Regions from separate parts of the Zea mays genome. Here region 2 is linked to region 1. The links are chromatin contacts, called in public Hi-C maps. All regions are on one chromosome and are shown on one strand. Each heading gives the region's core, a stretch centred on a gene start, on an enhancer-like site or on the middle of the called end of the contact. The rest is flanking DNA. Distances are from core to core; before and after follow the strand shown. Region 1 overlaps LOC103643369 (a long non-coding RNA gene). Region 2 holds the start of LOC100286253 (protein kinase domain containing protein).

What was found. Hi-C and Micro-C count contacts between places; a contact is called where the count stands out from the background.
Region 2: a contact with region 1 is called in a Hi-C map of ear, with 1.7 times the contacts expected there. The contact joins the promoter of LOC100286253 here to the enhancer-like site in region 1. A contact is called at or near these places in 6 of 25 Hi-C or Micro-C datasets (ear, endosperm and leaf).

What each region holds. Positions count from the first base shown.
Region 1 is chr1:229,127,940-229,135,027 of Zm-B73-REFERENCE-NAM-5.0, forward strand. It overlaps LOC103643369 (a long non-coding RNA gene), which reads right to left. Exons shown (of 6, transcript NR_163820.2): 1 at 6,588-7,088; 2 at 5,842-6,483; 3 at 4,397-5,761; 4 at 4,245-4,317; 5 at 1,620-3,184; 6 at 1,142-1,488. Among protein-coding and RNA genes, the nearest start is that of LOC103643369, 4.6 kb to the right of the region's middle. Within about 2 kb of position 3,417, at least 11 of the 20 cell types and tissues checked have an H3K27ac peak or open chromatin away from gene starts, as enhancers often do. A contact at or near this core is called in ear, where this site is marked.
Region 2 is chr1:229,273,608-229,279,799 of Zm-B73-REFERENCE-NAM-5.0, forward strand. It overlaps LOC100286253 (protein kinase domain containing protein), which reads left to right and starts at 2,085. Exons shown (of 2, transcript NM_001159140.1): 1 at 2,085-2,606; 2 at 2,717-3,922. The coding sequence starts at 2,237. The coding sequence ends at 3,408.

The sequences.
Region 1 (7,088 bases), core at 2,167-4,666:
ATTATATGTCACAGTTTTGATTTTCTAGGTGCAACTAATAATTGAGCAAATCAAATACTCGATAATATATATACCTATACCACTATATAATATGCACCAGTTTAAACTTTGCAAAATCCACGTAACTAAATCGCCCAACACTCATAACCTCTACTAAATCCACCAAACAAATTGCGCACAGGCTTAACACACTGTCAAAACCAACGGTTCAGATCATTAAATAACCTCTTCTCCTTTACTCAAATCTAATAGACAATATTATTTGGATCATTCATCATTCCTCTCCCAATACGACCCCTTGACCACCTCCCCTCTCTAGCGCCGCCTCTCTAGCGCCGCCGCCACATAACATCTCTCCTTCTCCCTATTCTAAAATCGTAGCATTAGCACAAGATAAAAGATATATGTTAGTATTAGTAGCTTTATAAACACTAGGCACGCACGCATGCATATCAGCAGATGCATGTCGGCGCGGAGCTAACCACGCCTGAAAGAGTAGGGTACGAGCAATGTGCGGAGGCATCATGCGTCCTAGGGTGACAAACCGGTAAAAAGGAAAAGGGCATCGTCCCTTGTGCAAGAAAAAGGTGATGTTAAAATGATTGGGTCGCGACGCAAGGCAAATGATAAGATCGGATCAAAGCGAGAGCTAGCGTGGGAGGCTGTACAAGTGTGCGAGACTGAATTTCTTAATGGCTCTTGCGTTACGCCGCCTGACAGCGACACGACACCATGATGTGCCAGTTTCTTTTCATCTGCTATGGTATGTGTTTATATATACATATATGTTAACTCGAACACTACACTGACACACGGCATATATATATATATATATGTAAACATTTGTAAAGTTGCGGCTTTTCCACTGCAGCACAGCACGGCTGCTGGATGCAGCGGAAGAGCAAAAATAAAGGAGCCGCCTGGGCCGGTGCAGGCGTGGAGAAAGAAGAGAGCTTCCTCCTCCGATACCGGGAGCGGGCGCTTTGCTGCTTGTCGTGTTCTGTGGTGTCAGCGTCACGCAATGACACAAATAAAGCCGCATGCTGTTGATGAGGCTGAGATTACTTGTGCGTGCGTGCGTGCATGGCAGCATCAGAAAACGCACCGCACCGGCCAGGAATTTTACCAAGAGAAGGCAGATGCGCTCGAGCTAGCCAAACATTAATTTTTACACTTCCGCTAACTACACCCTTCAGACTCTAAGCTCTAACAGCAATCAGTAGCGATTTCGACTCTTCAGACACCAATGTCACGTCATAATATAATTTAAAACAACACATCTTTACACACCTGACCGGAGAGGATAGCGACTATGCATGGTCCACCATCGCATGCAGGTCGCAGCACACCTACTGCGTGCCGGTGAGACACGGTGATCGATGATGGTCCAGCTAAACACGTATGGTCCCGTGTGTTGCTGGAGAGTGGAGACCATCTAAGCATGTATGTATCTTTTTTTTTCCCTTCGTGGCTTTGTCCTCTTCAAGCCTGCAAGTAACTAATCAAGTCTAGTAGAAAGAACCGTCCATGATTGCAAGATGAAATCGCAAATCTAGCATAGCTTGTGGCTTGTGCCGCTGGACCACGCACCATGGTTAGCCACCACAAGCCTCTCGTACCTCCGATACCGAATCACATGCCGAGACGTGACTCCTAAGCTCGCCGAATAATTAGAGCTTGCCCCTGAAGGAACTGATGAATACCTTCCCAGTTCTCTCTCTCTCTCTCTCTCTCTCTCTCTCTCTCTCTCTCTCTCTCTCTCTCTCTCTCTCTCTCTCTCTCTGGCCCTTCATCTTCCCCTTCACCAAAGGGAGAAGTTAATCACAGATTAAGTTGGCGTTATTAGAGGAAAGGAAGCTTCTTTCCCGGAAGAAAACGACAGCACTGCACTGGCTTTGCGCTGTGTGCCTGGGAGGACCATTTCTGCCGCAGCAAACCTCCAAGATTGTTCTTGTCCAAGGTCGGGAGCTGTCATTGGCTCGACATGTTAAGCTTTGCCAACTGTTGGGCCCCTCCATAATCCCTGCCCTTGTGCGGTTGTACAAAGCTACTATATGCTGCACTACAACGACCTTTTGAATCAGCACCTATCCAGCAAGTGAAGCTAGGACCAACTGTTGACAACAATGCTTCAACGCCCCACAATCAAAGTGAGCCAGCCAATTTGGCTGGCCCTGCTGTGTCTGTGTGGGAGTTGTACGCCCGATGATACAGGTCTCCTGATGCCATCAGAACATATGTAGTAGTTGTTTACACTGCAATATCTGGCACCACTAACCAGGATGGCAGTGGTTACAGCACAACCATACCAATCTGACATAGAAATGTTGATGTACATCACCCAGCATTTTCCAGAAAGGTGAGCAAATTGCAGAGCTGACCATTGGCGTGGGAACTAAACAGACACTGACGCACAACTGCACAGGTATATTTGAGCTGGACCAAAGCAATTCACCAAACTCAAACATCGGCTTTAATCTCCAAGTGGTTGCTGTATTTGACACCTCTGAAGTTTCAAACGACTCACAAAATTTGGCCGTAGCCAAATGAGGATATCCTGCCCATGTGACCATCAGATCTGAGCAGTGACCTCCCTTCTGGTTGGGTTAAAACGCCATTCTTCAATGCTATCATGGTTTTACTGCAAAGGTTCCCCATGGTTTCACAAAAGGTACCATCACCTAAAGCACACACTTGAGTGAGACTGTCCTTACAGACCAAACACAAAGCGACCAAAATGTCACAGTGCCAGTCAGAAGTCCAGTTCACCTGAATATGCTGCTTAGTTACTGGTGCACTACTCTGGAAGACAGTCATGCATGCTTAATGATTCAGTGAGCAAACCAAACCCGCAGGGCATTAGAACTCTTCCAGATAATATCCATTTTGTTTGACCCGTCCAGATACTTTAAGCAATAGGTAACAGCCACTGGTATCATGTTCTCCAAGCCCAAAGCACACAAATCCTCCCAGTGCAACTCCAAACTGAGTTCAAATAGGAAACGATAATAGAACGGCAAGTTTTCCAAATACTTGAAACTCAGTTGAGTACAAGGTAGCTTTTGAGGAATCAGTTTGATTCCCCTTTTCAAAAAGCCAAACTCAACAAAAGTATCACATCTCAGGAGAATGGATTCTCTTCCGCTCAGCCATGACGATGACTGCCAATCAGAGCGAGCATGATCTGCAGAAGTCAAATGGGAAAAAAAAGAGGAAATTGTAAAGCTTCCATTTCTTTTGGTTGCTAATATAGGCAGGAAAAGGGTAGGAGATGAAAGTGGAAGTGGCGAATTATGAATTGTTGGCAGTTATTCCCTTGCCAGAGGGGGTCCAGCAAATAGTGAAAGCTATACACAGATACACACTAGCAACATGGAGAGACATGGCTCCCATGTTATCCCGTGCAACCCCTGTTCCCCACTTGTGCCCCTCCCGTTGCACATGGCCTTGTAACCAACCATTCCACCCTTCCTAGAGTTAACATTGCCATGGGACCCCCTTTCCATACAGAACAATTATCACCACCTTCCTTCCTCCGTTCCTTTGTACCCTGTACTTCTGTATTCAAACAGTGCTTTATTTTAAGTTGGTATGGTGCGGCAATATCTCTACTACGGTATAAGAAATTAGCGGTTACATGGATTATTACTGGCACTAACTAGCCTTGTTATGAACAGGATCTCACTACAGATCATGAAAGTGCAAAGAAAAACCATATGTGACAAATAATTGCAATTAGGGAACCTTTAATCAGCATCCTGTACCACGTGTAGGACTTGAGTTCATTAAGTCCAGGGATGATGTTGAAGATAAATATTCCATATTTGTAGAGTCCCCGTTCTTTAGAAAGCAATAGCTTTTATCATTTTTACTTTGATGCCTATCTACACCATCTTTCACTATCAGGCTAGTCATGGATGTGCTCATTTAGCAAGTTATAGATACAAATATATTTGAACTAGAGGGCTGGGTGATTTAATTAGCTATATTCCAGGGTTGGCCTTAAAGCTCAAAGGGGAACTGAACATCACAGTAGGAACTGCATGATGAATCTTGATGCCCTAGAAATATAGCAACCTGATGTTCGCTGATGGGAACATATGAGCATACAGATTCTAGCAACTTTTCAGCCATACGAGTGCGTTGGCCTTTGAGGGGTCTCTTTTACAAGCCATACTTACAGTTGCACAACTTTGGTGGCAATAATTTAAACTTGAAGCTGGATAAAAATTTGTAGAGCTTACATATAACCATTAAAGAAAACCTTTTGACCATTACTGCATAGCCCAGAACGGGAAGATTCTCACCAAGTTGGGCCTACAGGAGTAAAATAGCATAGTTATGATATGAGCCAAAAAAATCTCAAACAGCAGATGCCAGCCTTAAGATTTTTCACCTGAAATAAACATTTGGATTGAAACAAATGAAGTGTAAGCTCTTTTCCTTAGAACGGAATGCAATATCAAATATGAATGAATCATAGTAAACACGTCGTCATATCGAAGAGAATAATTGCATCTGATCATTATTATCTGGATTGACTCTTTACAGGTCATATGCTCCTAAATTTTGTACCACATGCTTGGCATTCAGAAACAGAATTCTGGAAGCAGTGAGCAACATTATATTAGAGTGAATGTACAATTGATTCTAATGAAAATAGTAGTGATGTCTTGAAGAGATCACAAGTAAGCACAGGATCTCTAGTCACTCAACTTGCTGGATAAGAATCAAAGTCCAGAAACTATTATACTTAAGTTTCACATAGTCATCCTCCTTATTTTATGTTATACACAGGTCACATCAAACAATACAGCCCACCCTTTCAATCATAGTCAAAAGGATATATCCTTCAAATAGTTTATCCTTGCTTCACCCGACATAACTTGCATTATGTACCAAAGACTACATAAGCTGCTTTACAAAAGAAGGAAGCAATACATGTCCTATGAGAATTTGGTTACTGGCCTAAATAATGTTGGATGTGATATGGTGCAAGCTGAGTACGCTGACAGAAGGATTGTTCAATATAATAGGATAATAATCCACTCACCTCAATGTCGTTAATCAGCATCTCAGAAAGAGTATTAAATGTTAGGAGTTACTCAGTAGCATTCTTAATTGTATTACACTGATTTGCAAATCTACCAAAAACGTTGAAAACAATGATATATCTCTACATAAACTCTATAGAACTCACATCCCTTTCTGTTACTTCAGATAAATTAGTAGCCTATTTTCCTTGTTCTTTTTTCCTAAGTTAAGCACAAACCTTTTTCTGATAATTATATCGTTTATTGAGATGTACTGAATGAGTTGGAGAGTGAAACCCTAACCCTAACCAGGCTTGGGAGTGTATATATATAGTTGAGTGTTGTAGGCCAAGGCCCATTACAAGGGAGATATACACAGCAACGTAAATAACACTCTAACAGAATGAAAGCTGAAAAACACCAGAACAAGACATGAACCAAAGTGTCAAAAAACAAAACAAAACATAGAATAGATAAATATCATTTACTCAAACCCAAATGCTTGTTAGACTAGAGAGGAATTCCAAAACTAGGTATACTTGAGTACTCCACCACCCATCTAAAGGAGTGAAATAAAACTTAGTTGGACAACTGGGTCTGCACTACAAAATCAATTAAAGTGCTAACTTGGTTTAGTTAGTTTTCCACAACCCTTTTCTGAAGATCCGAGAATCCTTCCAGGTTAACCACCATATATTGGGTGGCATATGCTTGTCCCAGCAGTAAACCTGCATGGAGGATACAAAGAGCTTACATAGCTACTACAAAGTGCACCACGATATTTGGGTCAAATGTTGCTGTATGTTACTTGGGTCAAATGTTGCTGTATGTTACTTGGGTCAAATGGTGCCAAGGGCCTTGCTGCCATCTGGCCGGAGTAGAGTGGTGTGTGTGGTCGCCTTTTCTTTGTGTAACAGATGATCACTATTGTGTCGGTTTTTGTCCATTTTGGACCTTTTCTCCTTAATATAATGATGTGCAGCTCTCCTGCGCGTTCGAGAAAAAAATTATATCTCGATGTTCCATTTAGCATATACTATTTTTAGTCCTTGTCGGTGAGGAGCACGCCTTCTCATGATATGTGTCACTTCTCAGGCCAACACTAGACCTCTCAATGGATCATAATATATGAGCACTGAAGCTGACCAATCTGAAACACACAGCATGGATATCCCATCATGTGCGAGACCCTTTTGTTGCTCTGAATTTTCGGTAATTGATTCTCCTCTTACATAAGCGATTCCCAGACACTTGCATTCATGATGCTCAAAGCTGCCAACAAAATCAAGCAAAATACCAGCATTTGTGTCACAGTATCTGAGATGAGTTAGGGCAATACCAAAATTCGGTTGTGCCTGGCACACTCCATGACAGCTGCAGCTTCTCTTGTAATGCCACTGAAAAAAGAACTGATCACTTGAATTGAACATCATCAGTTCAGGTGACAGTCCTACAATGCATAACCCAAAAATATGATGACCATTAAGCAGTTTCAAACTTGGAATGGTATCCTCCCAGGTGTATACAGATTCTTGCCACAAACTCAGAGCTTACCTTAGCAGAGTAAAGAATAGGCCTCTGGCTTTTAAGTTGCAATATATCAGGCACCAAAGAACGGCATAGTTGTTTGATTGAAACATTTCACAGCATCCATTAAGGTGTCTACTATGACAAACAGTTCACAGTTCTCTGGATGCCTCTGGTATTTGCAGATTTTGCCATGAATATGTTTCACAAGTAGCAATCTCTCTGACCTTGCAGGCCCACAAAAAACACATAACTGGAGCGCTTCCGTTTTGCATTGGAGATGTATAATAACTTGACAGCAATTTAACATTTGCCATGGTGTTGGTTGGAGTAACCACTGTGTTACTGCTCCAAATCTCCACTAGACCAGGTGGTGGCCATGGTTGCTTTGCCAGTCAATTAACAGTCGATGCACAGCCACTCTAGAAATAACCAATAGCAATGATAGCAGCTTAGATTTGCTTTCTATGCAATGACCCTTGAAAGAAGGTGACTGTTGCTGTTGTAGGTCATGGCAAAGCACAGAAA
Region 2 (6,192 bases), core at 835-3,334, 140 kb after region 1:
TTCAGTGAACGCGAACAGGCGCCCGGATTTCGTGTGAAGGTTCAGGAATCCGATGCGTCTCTCTGTGTGTGATGTGCGCGCGCCTGTGGTTCTCGTCATGCCCGTACGCGTGGGAAGTCCGCTTTGCTCTTTTCAGGGTTCTCGCGTGAAGCATGTACAGTACGTATGGCTCAACCTCAGAAGCAACCAAACAAGACGCCATTCATGAGGACGACTCACCGCTCTCGGATGCGCTGCGTCCTCCTCCCTCCAGGCTCCAGCGCGCGGGCTCCAGCTCCCGCCCGTCGCCGTCGGCCTGGACTCCTCCTTGACCATCCGCCTCCTGCTCGTCCAACCGGCCCCGGACCACGGCGCTGCGCCACCACACCAACCAAACCCATCCCCAAACAAAACCGACACGCGTCCGGACTAGGAATGGTAACGTGGGATAAAAACCCTGACGAGAATTCCGTCCCCGCTTGAATTATAATTAACCCAAACCGTATAGGTACTGCAGGCAGGAGTATACATGTCCAACGGGCCGTGCTGGACCGGCCCGGCACGGGCATGGCTGGACCCGGCACGAGGGGCGCCAGTCCAAGTCCGGCACGGTTTAGTGTCGTGTCGGGCCGGGCCGGCCCGCGGGCTGGCTGACGCAGCCTAGACCCGACACGGTTATAACACACAAAAAACAATCTAAAATTCAGAATTTAAAGATAATATTCAAATTTAGTTTAAATTCAATTAATTATATTTATAATTTTAGATACATACTTAGACAAAGAATTTTAGATACACATATAAACACATATAACAATTTCGAATACTCTTATATAATAACATATTATCAGTATTATAGCTAAAAACAGACTGACAGTTACAAAATAAGGTCCTAAAACGTGCCGTTATCGTGTCTACTAATTAATCGTGCCGGGCCCGTGCCTGCACCGCGGGCCAGAAGACTAGCCCAAGCCCGACACGGCTATCGGACCGGGCCGGCCCGGGCACGGTTCTAGTCGGGCTGGACCGTGCTCGTGCCGGGCCACGACCGTGCCGGGTCACGGGCCCACTGGCGGGCCGGTCCATTTGGACATGTCTAGGCAGGATAAATAAGAGCTCCGGTTTTTCACCTAACACTTGGCCAGTCGCCGTAACTATCGTACTAGTAGCAGTAACCATACTGGTTAAATCTCGATGTTATTTTTTCACTGCTGCGGCATGCGGTGAGCGAGCAAGCGACCGGTCATCAGGACCTTTTTTCCTGATTTGAGCTGACCAGAGCTCGGCAGCGGCAACCTGACATGTCCGCTGCCCGCTGAAGCTTCCGGCTTTTTCCGATGTATGTATGTACAAGCCCTGGAAAACGTCACCTCAAGAACCTGCCCAGCCCAGCCCAGCCCAGCCCAGCCCAGCCCAGTGCTGCTGCTGCATCGGTCACCGATCAGTGGTGGGTGCGAGACATCCTGGATCGCCAAGGAAAGGAACCACGTCCACTGTTCACGCCTCGGCTTTGCCCATATGATGCGTGCCGTCGTTATTCGTTAAGCTTCAGCTGAAACCTAATCGGCCGCAAGCTTCCACACCTACTGGAGCTGGACAGACACAGGCTCACTCCCTTGATATGTTTGTTGATCATGCATGCATACATCTAGTCGTCACACACGGTACGTGTATTGGTGTACTGGTCCAATTATACGGTCTAAACAAGTGCATAGTCTCGCTGTAATCCATGGAGCTCCACGGATAATGGAGGAATAGATTAATAACACCAATAATAATAATAATAACGAACGGTTGGTTCGATCGATGAGTCCCCGCCTAATAGCATATTTGGTGAGGCAACAATAGTACTGTCCTTGTGAGTAAGGTGGGTCCACTTGTCAGGCACCCTATCATCCCTGCCACTGCAGGTCTGCGGCGCTGCTGCATCTGCATGCCAATGACTGCATAAACAAGTTTCTCGCTTGCTTACATCATCCCCTCCACAGTTTACATCCTGTGATCCTGATAAGTTGGCACTTCACAGTTCAAACCCCCCACCAAATCTGAATCCCCCATACACCTCTCCCATATATATATCAGCCTTCCGCCCATCCCAACCCCAAGTACACAGAGAAACAAATACAGAGAGGCAGAGGCGCCATCATCTCCCTTCTTCTTCACCCACAAGCCTCTAGGTGCCTCACAAGTCCTCCTCCGCTGTCATCTCCCCTCTCCACTCCTCCCTGGTTTGTTCAAGAAACTTTCTTTGGACAAGATGGGAGTGCAGAGGTACAGGTTCTTCTGCTGCGGGTGTGGCGCCAATGCGGCGGCCGACGGCCGGGAACGCGACGAGGACGGGGGCTTCGGGGTGTCCGACGGCAAGGCCGAGAAGGGGGTCGAGGCCGGCCCGCGGGGGCTGTCGTGGGCGCAGGTTGAGGCGATGACGGGCGGGTTCACCTCGGCCGTGGTCGGCGAGGGCGGGTTCAGCACCGTGTACCTGGCGCGCCTCTCCGGCGCGCTCGCCGCCGTCAAGGTCCACCGCAGCAGCGAGCGCCTCCACCGCGTGTTCCGCCAGGAGCTCGACGCGCTCCAGCGCGTCCGGCACCCGCACATCGTCCGCCTCCTAGCCTTCTGCGACCAGCAAGGTGGGTCATCTCCTCTGCTCTGCTTTCTCGCGCTCCGCCTAGTGCGCCTTCCTTGTGCTGTGCTGAGTGCTGACGGAAGGCTCTGGCTTTTTTTTCCCCCCGAGTCGCAGACGAAGGCGTGCTGGTGCTCGAGTTCGCGGCGAACGGGAACCTGCACGAGCGGCTCCACGGCGGGGGCAAGGCCGCGGGGACGATGCCGTGGGCGCGGCGGGTGTCGGTGGCGCTGCAGGTGGCGCGCGCGCTCGAGCACCTGCACGACCGCTGCGAGCCGCAGGTGGTGCACGGCGACGTGAAGGCGTCCAACGTGCTCCTGGACGCGTCCATGTCCGCCAAGCTGTGCGACTTCGGGTCGGCGCGGATGGGGTTCTCGGCCGCCGTCCGCCCGCGCTCGTCCGCGCGCACCATGCTGGGCTCGCCAGGCTACGTCGACCCGCACTACATCCGCTCCGGCGTGGTCACCAAGAAGAGCGACGTGTACAGCTTCGGCGTCCTGCTCCTGGAGCTGCTCACGGGGATGGAGGCCTTCTGCGCGGAGGAAGGCCGGCTCCTCACTGCCGTCGTCGCGCCGCGGCTCAGGGCAGGCGACCCGCCCTGCGACGCGCGCGGGTTGGTCGACGAGAGGCTCGGCACCGCCTACGACGCCGCCGAGGCCGCCGCGGTGGCGGCGCTGGCCGCGGCCTGTGTCGGCGACAACCCCAGCCTCCGGCCGTCCATGGCCGACGTGGTGCGCACCCTGGAGCAGCGCGCGCAGGGATCCATCTCCGCCGTGGAGAGGAGATCGGACGGCCAGAGGAAGGTGTGAGCCACGAGGGCGGGGTCGTCGCGTCCTCCGAGGCGCCCAGATCTGGCTTGCCGACTTGTTAACTTGCGGTGCTGACGTGCGTGCATCGCACACGTGGCGCGCGAACATTGGTTGCTAGGAGAACAAAGCGTTGCTGGTGTGCGAGCACATCAAAAGGACGAATCAAAAAAGAAGTGGAGAAAAGCGTGGTGAAAATTGAAGAGAGAGAGAGAGAGAGAGTTGATTAGGGGAAAGGTTTGGAGGAGGTAAAAAGGCAGGGCTAATCTGTGTGCTGATGGGGGGTTTGCATCATATGTTATGTGCCAAAGCAGCATCTACTTGGGAGAGCCCAAAAAATATGGATCGTGCAGCACACGATTCTAAGATTTTGTTGATTCTTATTGGTAGTTTCTTTTGTTATTTTGGCAAAGTACATGGAGTGTTTCTTCTTTGTACCTATAATTTAGCTAGATTTCAATTTGTATTGGATTTGTTGAGAGCTTGGTTTGTTAAACCTGTGTGAATGGGGAAAAAATCGCTTCTTGAGAATGCGCCTTTGGTGAACGGCACAGTCATTGTTCAGAAATAAATTGGGCGCTGATACGATTTTATTCCGCTGTCAGAGGTCCAGCCGGACTAATAAATTGGGTGTTTGCATCAAAGCGTTCAAACCCTTAGTTTCGGGGGCACATATTCGCATCTCCTTTCTCGGGGACAACTCAAGCCGATTATAATACCAACCCATACCCTGCTATCAGTAGACGTAAGAAAACACTGCACCGTTCATTCTTGGTCAAGAAATTATATCCCTTTTCTCTCGTTTATTCTCCTAATTATATGCACGAAAGAACCGACGTGTGGCCAACAATCGGTCTCATTGTTAGAATAATAATTTTTTCATAGTAATACGTTTAGTTTGGCTCATTTCTGGTAAATTGTCGATATCGGTAAAGTTTTAAATTGAAAAAAAAAATCTAATAATGCAAGACAAATGATTAGACATTAGGAGTACGTATGGTGTTTAGCACGGCACGACGAAGTAGCCAGTTGAGAGCTTGACTTTAACAAAAACCGTTGAAAGGGACACATGTGCTCCCAGACTAGGCGCACGCAGCTCTCTCTCTCTCTCTCTCTCTCTCTCTGATCTGGCACGCATTTATTATTGGCGCGGACTGTCACAGGTCAGGCCTGGCCAACGCCACGAAAGCAGAGCTCGGAACTGTACGTTGACGTGCGAGGACAACCCGTAATCCTCACACCACACGGGAAACGCCGTGACGCCCCGGACCCCGGAGCCTCACGTCAGGGTGGTCGTGCCGGCGCTGCACAGGCAGCCAGGCATACATGGTGTGCGTCGCCGGTCGCCGGGGAGCGGTCACGTGCGGACGGGGGGAGAGCGGGCCGGGCGCGTGCGCCGCGCCGTACTGGTGGCCGGTGGCGAGTCTCTGTTGGCGATGGCGCGCCCGGACCGCCGGGGACATTGGCTCGCCATCTCTTTCGTGTTTCGGGCAGCCGCCGACGCGACAGGCATCCGCCTGATGGGTTACCGGGTTACTCTATATGACATTTTGTGAAAGCTCGGTTAGGTTAGTTCTTTTCTGTATGGGAAGTACTCGATTTTATCTTCTTGTCCATTGATTTTTTTTCTCTCGCAATTATTATATGTATCAAGATTACAAAGACGGATAAAACAAGGTTGTATTCTGTATAGAGCAGAGACAGTGGAAGACGAGAGACGACCTCTTTAAACAATTTTAAAAACTGAAAAAAAGGAGACGGTGGAAGACGAGAGACTACCTCTTTAAACAATTTTAAAACTGAAATTATAGATTTAGCATCTTAAATTATAGATTTAGGAAGTTGCTAAAACACTTTAAGAAGTAAAAAAAAATAGTGCTCCAATAGTTATGTATTTATTGGTTGCTAATTTTCAAAGTTGTCTATATCAACATGCAGAATACTAAAATTACTACAATTCTAAAACACCTTTAGGTAGAATTAGAATATAACAAAAACTTTGAAAGACTTAGCATCATCACTCATAATATTATCCAATTAAAATTTGACAATTAAACAAAGAACAAACTAATTGTACGTGGTGGAAAAACTTAGCTAAAAAACTTATAAACTTATAAGCAGAATAATTACCCACAGCTGAGCTGCGACATATCTCGTGGTTGGGCGCCGAAGAGCAAAGATCGTAAACTCTGTAATAATCACCAAATCAGACACATTGGCGTACGGGTAGATTTCTGAGATCCAAAACGAACACTGCCATGGCACCGATATGTAGATAACGACGGCACAGGTTAATTGTTGTGGTCCGAGTCCGAGGCCGATGCCCTGGCCCTGTACATATACAACCAACCAGTTCGATGGATCCGACAGTCGGGCGTGCTTTCCAGAGAGAGGCCTCGTCGAGGATCAAGTCATCAGGCTTGCTCTGAATAATTCTGCAGGTGCGTGATGTGTGCGAACTAACTATGCAGGGAGCAGTTGAGACGGTTGACACAGTACTTAGATCATCATACGGCCGGGATGCCAGAACAACTAAATTTGCTCTGGTTTCTGTACTTTGGCTCCCAAAAAAAACCAAAAAAGAAAAGAAAAGACCTGAGTAGCCTGGCTGGAATGTTGGCTGGATCATATGCTGATTACGCCTGCGCCATGACCAAAGAAACGCTCACTTCTTACCCTCCCCTGCAATAATTTGCAGCCACGAGCAGGCGAGCTCGTCCAGTGCGATTACGCTCCTATTCTAATGCCATTATTATCTGCATGATATGATGGTTTTGCAAGGAAGGT